2 separate regions of the Sus scrofa genome follow, and region 2 is linked to region 1. Evidence: chromatin contacts called from public HiChIP or PLAC-seq data. All regions are on one chromosome and are shown on one strand. Each heading gives the region's core, a stretch centred on a gene start, on an enhancer-like site or on the middle of the called end of the contact. The rest is flanking DNA. Distances are from core to core; before and after follow the strand shown. Region 1 holds the start of LOC106504536. Region 2 has its middle 200 kb from the start of FOXN3.

Region 1 (2,999 bases), core at 240-2,739:
GGAAAACCGAAAACCCGTCGGCCCCTTTCACCCCCGACACGGTAGGGGCGGATGAACTGGAGCTTAACGCCAAAGCCCGGGCTAAGACGTTTAAAAGGAAAACATTGGCGACAACTGAACTCATGGAAGGCGGATATGATTATCTGCAGCCCGTGTAAAAAGCGTGGGGCAGTAACTGGTTTCCGTGGTTTCTCCCTGTGCACTTGTGATATTGTACGTTCACAGACGGTAAGAGAGAGTGCGGGGTCCGGAAACAGAGGTTTCAAAAATATAACGCTCCCCCTGCATTGAAAAGTGTGTGTTTAAAACAATGTTTTCAACAGTTTTCCAGTGATTTTTTTCCCCATAACACGTCCTTTTGCATTTTGCTTTCTCTTACTTTATCACATGCTATTTTAAATAACAAAGGCCCATATGGCTAAACACGTAGTCATTTGATTTTCAAAAGACCTCAAAAATCGCAGCAGAATATGCACTCATGTATCTCCTAAGAAATCAACTAGAAAGAATTAATGCCGGCATATGGTGTGCTTCATGGAGAAAACTTAATTACAAATTAAAACGAATGCAAAAATTCACAAATTCAGTAAACTGAAAGTAAATTATGATCCTAGATGTATACACTAATCAGCTTACATATAGTTAGAGAAAATCTAAGTTCTGGATTTCTTCTTTAATGGCGCAGAGTGTTAAATGAACCCTTATAAGAAATCCCCCTGGTTTACCCCCAAAAGGGCTTTCAGTGCCCTCCCAGCACCTTCATTTACTGCAGCCCACCTGGAAGACAACTTTTTAAACTTGCAAGTCCTCATTTAAGGGGACGATTCTATTCGCTCTTAATTCAAAATAAAAGTGCTTTAATTTGAAAAGCCTGTTTGAAAGGGTTTAAGGCTAGAAGCTTTCTTTCAGTCTTTGCTCTCACCAAGTTTGAAGGTCACAATTCTGTAAAACTGCTAATAACAATGGCACTGCGGTTTGACACCAAAAGGAAAATCAAACATGTGTTTTCTGAGTGCTATTTTTAGAGCTCAAAAAAGTCCCTTTGAAAATTACTCTGGCCCTCCTCCTTCCCAATTACAGCTAAATAAATGTAATGGAAGATTTTCAGTATTAATTAAACATCAAAGGTACCGTTTCTGCTGCCTTGTGTCCACGCAGAGAACTTTTTGTAATATGTTACACTTGTCCATCTTCAGAGTCCTCACACAGACATGTCATGTGATCTTTACCACGCTTCAGGGATGAAACAGACACTGTAATCCTTGGTTTTCAAATGAGAACGTGGGGGTCCCAGAGGGTTACCCTGACCTGTCCAGCATCACAGAGCGGGTCCTCAGAGAAGCTGGGATCCCCACATCTCAGACACCAACGTTTCCAACAGACTCCTGCTTTTTCAAGGGCACCACCTGGCCTCCTGACGATTCAGCTGCAAATACCGTGGAAAATGAAGTATCCAGAACAAAACAGCAAGTACCCTTCCTAGTCATCATGTCTTACCTGTTTTAGAGCAGCGATTTTCCAGACTGAACATGAGAGGCAAGTTGCAAATGCTTTAGTCTCTGCTAAATGAGACAGCTGACTGGACAGATTTCCGTCCTGTGGCGGTCCAGGGCCCCCTGGTCAACTGAAAACTTGAAACTGGGTAGCCAAACAATGCCCGTCACCTATACATACACCTTTTTGTTCTTTATCAGAGACTAGAAACTGACTCCACTTGACACGTGGAGGAGGGAAGTTTTCTCAAGCGGAGCTTGGTTTTCTATGTCCCAGCACTGAAAGTCCTCAAGGACCCTGGAACCTTAGACGTTTCTGATACCAGGTGGCCTATCTGTGAGCTCCAGGGCGTCTCTTCCCCAACCTGGTGACAAGCGGGGCGTTACTTCTCAGTCCTCCGGCACCCATGGGAAAGTCACCAGTCAGTTCTGTTTGTGGCATTCCACTTCCTCCTCCGCTCTGCCGAAAGGAAATGTGACGACTCTGATGATGTGTCCCAAACCACCTAAATACCAGCCCGGTGAGGGCAGGGTGACCCTAACCGAACAGACAGAAATATCTGACTCTTAGAAACGATTTACTCCTCTTCTTGGGCAGCTCCTCAAGAAGAGGCTGGGCCTGGCAGCACCCTGGGAAGAGGTGGCCCACCTTCCTGGGGAAGCACAACGAAGGATAAACTCACTGGTGAGTTCGTGTGATTGACCATGAGTCTAATTATAGTCACAACATCCACCTGGCCTTCAAATGTTGCAAAGGCCAGGCTGAAAGTAATCTTAGCACCAAAACGGGGTGATGAGAAGCTGAAAAGGAAAGCTGGTAGAGAGCAATTCCTCAAAGCTAGAGCACACCAGAGAAGGGATTGGTCAAAAGAAACCGTCATCCAGCCAGCCAGCCAGCCAGCCAGCCAGCCAGCCATTCTGTATACCTCAAACATTGAAAACTTAGGTGTAGTCCTGTTCCAGGCTCTGGGTATAAAAGATATTATAATGCATCATACGGAGCTCTCAGGTTGCAAAGCACTGCATAGGTGCTGCAGTAAAACCATGTTACAGGCATTGTGTTCCAATGCCAGTGGTCCTGATCCTGGGCCGGTCTCAGCCTTGCCTTCCGCTCTGTTTAGCTGGGAGCCGATTCTCATAGGCCAAGTTTTATAGAATCCTGGGTCAGTTGGCTAATGGCTGGATATGGCCCAAGAGAGGTGTTGGAGCGAGAGTGGAAGGTGGAGAAAAGGAGAGGCCGGAGAATTTCATCATCCCTCTTGCCTCTGCCAGCACCTGCAGCTGTGACCGCATCTGGCTGAGGCTTCTGTCTAGTGACCCCAGCCCCTGGCTCAGATAACATGTGCCACTTCCTGTTCACTCTCCAGCTTAGGGATGTTGATGGCTTTTTCTGCTACGATTAATTGCTGGGTAAGTTCACCTTCTTCGGTTTGCATCTCAGATCCTCTATTACGGGTGGAGAGCAATCGCCTGCATTAAATTCCTTCTGTGCACATCAGCAAATCC
Region 2 (2,999 bases), core at 186-2,685, 83 kb after region 1:
TTCACCATGTGAAATAAAAGTTCTGTTTTGACACCAGGGAAAAATACAGAAACACACATATTTACACACAAATATAAATTATATGATCATTTGCCCAACACAATTACATTTCCAAGTGAAAAAGTATGTGAAAGTGGCTTTCTAAGAGATGAAGCATTCCGGCAAAATGCAAAATAAAAAAGTTCCAAGTGAATGATCCTTTAGGGTAGAAAAAGGTTAGCTGTGAATACGCTTGTGAAATATACTGTGGAGGATTCTCATTCTGAGATTATGATCGTTCTTGCCTCCAGGTTCAAGTGTTGCTCAATCAGCAAGGTGCTCAATTCACAGTGATTGCGGCGCATTTCCTCGTTGATCAGGAAAATGCGTAATCTCAGCCTAGACACATTTACCATAAAAATGAATATACGAAATAGGATTTTTGATTTAAATTTTCCAGTTGCAGCATATCGAGAAAAATATATGCAAGAGAAGATTCTGTTTGAAAAGCTCTAATTCAAATAAGTCCAAAAAGAACACATCTCTATGTACCTAACGCTGTCTTGCCATTAGATAGCAAGCTTTTCTCGCTCAGAGCCCTTGTCAATTTGATTAAACTCACAAACACGTGGCTGACTCCGCCCCTTTTAAAAATACTCTCTAGCCGAGCCGGAGGATGACTGAGAAGCATGTGGCTTTGTTTCTGTGAGTGGGTCCTTTAACAGAGCAATCAGAACACACAACACTAGCTAGAGGCGAATACGTTTAAATTTAATACCCCACAACTGAATTGCCCAAACGCAGATCATTGCAGAGAGGAATTCAGAAGAATGCAAATTCAAGTCCAGAATCCAGAATACCCTTCCAGCCATGGGCATTTTCAGTTTAAAAATGGGCCTCATGAAATATGATACTTATTTGTAGTGTCGTTTTAAAAGGCTAATTTTGGAAGCCGCTCTGTTTTCTGCATATTCTCTTTCCAAGATTAAAGATCCTTCAGGTGAAACACTTGATAGAAAAGAACGGGACCCTGGGTGTGTGTGTGTGTGTGTGTGTACACACATGTACGTGTCTCTTGCAACGGTAGAGGAAAAAAGGTCCAATGAAATTCCAAAACAGTTAATTCAGCCTAGACCTGGCCCGGATGACCAACTCTGTCCTCACGAGACAGCCAGGCCGTTAGCTGGCCCAGGCGGCTGGGAAGCGAGTGGGGACCAAGCGGCCTTGCAGCCCGGCGGCCACGCTTACAGATGGCGCAGGTCCCCGCCGGACCGAAGCTGGAGCTGGCGGTGGGGTGGGGGAAGGTCGCCCCGCAGCTCACGCGGGGCCCAGAGCCCTAGCTTCCTGCAGGTTCCGCCGGCGTCCGGCGGGGCGGACGCGCTACCATAGCAACGGCGGCCCGCCCCCCGCTTCCCGGCGCCGCCGCGCCACGCAGGGTGGGATGGGGCGGGGCGGCCGTTGCTAGGAAACCGGCGGCGGCCTTCCGCCTCCGCGGCGCAGTCTCTAGGCTTCCACCCTTCACCTACTTCAGCCCAGCCCGGAGGGAAGTGGGGGAGGGTCGGAGCGGCGGGCGAGGAGCTACATGGTGGCCCAGGGCCCGGGCCGTCCTCCTTTGAGGTCGACCCTTCCGGCCGGGAAGACGTCCTCTCTTCATTTGGCTTGTGTCCTGTGCCCGCAGAGGAGAAATGAACGGAAACACTTCGGCATTGCCTCTCCCGGGACTGGCTGTGTAAGGACAGTGACGTCCCCAAACTCCGCTGAGGACCTTTATCCGCCTTCTGAAAGGAACCCTTTTTTGAGCTTTACTAGGTCGAGGAGCAATGTTAAGCACTTGGCATACATGAACTCATTTTCTGTGCTGTGAAGCAGGAGCTAGTACCTTCATTTGAACATGAATAAAATGTGGCTACGGTCGGAGAACCGGTTGGCGTGGAGCCAGAATTTGATGTCCAGTCTTGCTTAACTTCAAGGTCCCTGCTTTTTTTTTAAATAGTTAAGTGTCCTCCGTCAGCTGCCTCTTGGCTAGCACATCGTCCCGTCCTTTGCCATCCAACCAACACACCAACTGGGACACGCTGTCTGGAAATGGTCTGACAAGGAGATGGAGAAGCTGAAATCGAGGTTGTCCAGAAAACCTGGCACATAGAGTTTACACTGATTTATCATCGATAATTTACAGATGTCCCAGTCTGTAATGTAGCAAGGGAGTTGCAACTTAGGGTTCTCAGATTCTTACTAAAGGAAGAGAATCTAAACCAAAGAATTTGCCAAAATCCAGATCAACTTGTTGTGTGTATCCCATGGTGGGCTACGTATTGTGGGAGATTAAAAGATTTCCCCCCCCCAAACAGGGCCTGTGCACAGAGAGTTTATTTGCTATTAGGAAACTGTCTTGTTTTGTCTTGATTCTTGATTGTGCAAGTAATTTATTAAGGACAAGCTTCCAGAAGACACAAATAAGGGAAGCAGAATAGGGCAGGAGGATAAGGCAAGCAAGGCAGGAATGTAAGGTCAAGTTCCAGCCTCAGCTTGATCCAGAGGCAGCTGTGGGGCACAAATTACACAGAGAGTTGCTCGGCCCTGAAGCAAGGGAGCTGGGTTTTTACACCCCTGCTCTTACCAGCCCCTGGCGATGGGCCTTCCTGAACACCCAACACTTCCAGGGTGAGTCTAGGTGAAGGGACTCTAATAGATTAAGGGTAGTTCTTTGAAGGCTGGAGGTGTGAGCCATTAGGAGAGAAGCACCCGGAAGCTAGAGGATGGGGACGGTGAACAAGTAAAGGGGGTCTGAGAGGGTTTGGGCAAAGTACCAAAAGCATACACTACAGTCCACCCCTTGCAGCATTCAGATTCACATGTTCCCTGGTTAAGTTTCCATCTTGTCCCAGCTTATTCAAGATTCTAACTGGTCACAAATCTAGTGGGACAAACTATAGCTCTTGCCCCTGCAGCTGGTCCCAAGGTTATAACTAAAAATCGTCATCTCTCTTCTTTACCATCTATTCTGTATTCCCCTCATC

What was found. HiChIP or PLAC-seq counts read pairs in DNA pulled down with a chosen protein or histone mark.
Region 2: an H3K27ac HiChIP or PLAC-seq map of skeletal muscle shows a contact between it and region 1. The contact joins the enhancer-like site here to the promoter of LOC106504536 in region 1. A contact is called at or near these places in 1 of 5 promoter capture datasets (liver), 15 of 47 Hi-C or Micro-C datasets (alveolar macrophages, blood, embryonic fibroblasts and 7 more) and 2 of 2 datasets of contacts at active chromatin or transcription factors (alveolar macrophages and skeletal muscle).

The regions. Positions count from the first base shown.
Region 1 is chr7:111,452,026-111,455,024 of Sscrofa11.1, forward strand. It overlaps LOC106504536, which reads right to left and starts at 1,490. Exons shown (of 2, transcript XM_021099995.1): 1 at 1-1,490. The coding sequence starts at 124. It also overlaps a transcript of FOXN3 not described here.
Region 2 is chr7:111,535,121-111,538,119 of Sscrofa11.1, forward strand. No RefSeq gene overlaps it. Among named protein-coding and RNA genes, the nearest start is that of FOXN3, 200 kb to the left of the region's middle. Within about 2 kb of position 1,436, at least 76 of the 83 cell types and tissues checked have an H3K27ac peak or open chromatin away from gene starts, as enhancers often do. A contact at or near this core is called in alveolar macrophages, embryonic fibroblasts, liver and 4 more, where this site is marked.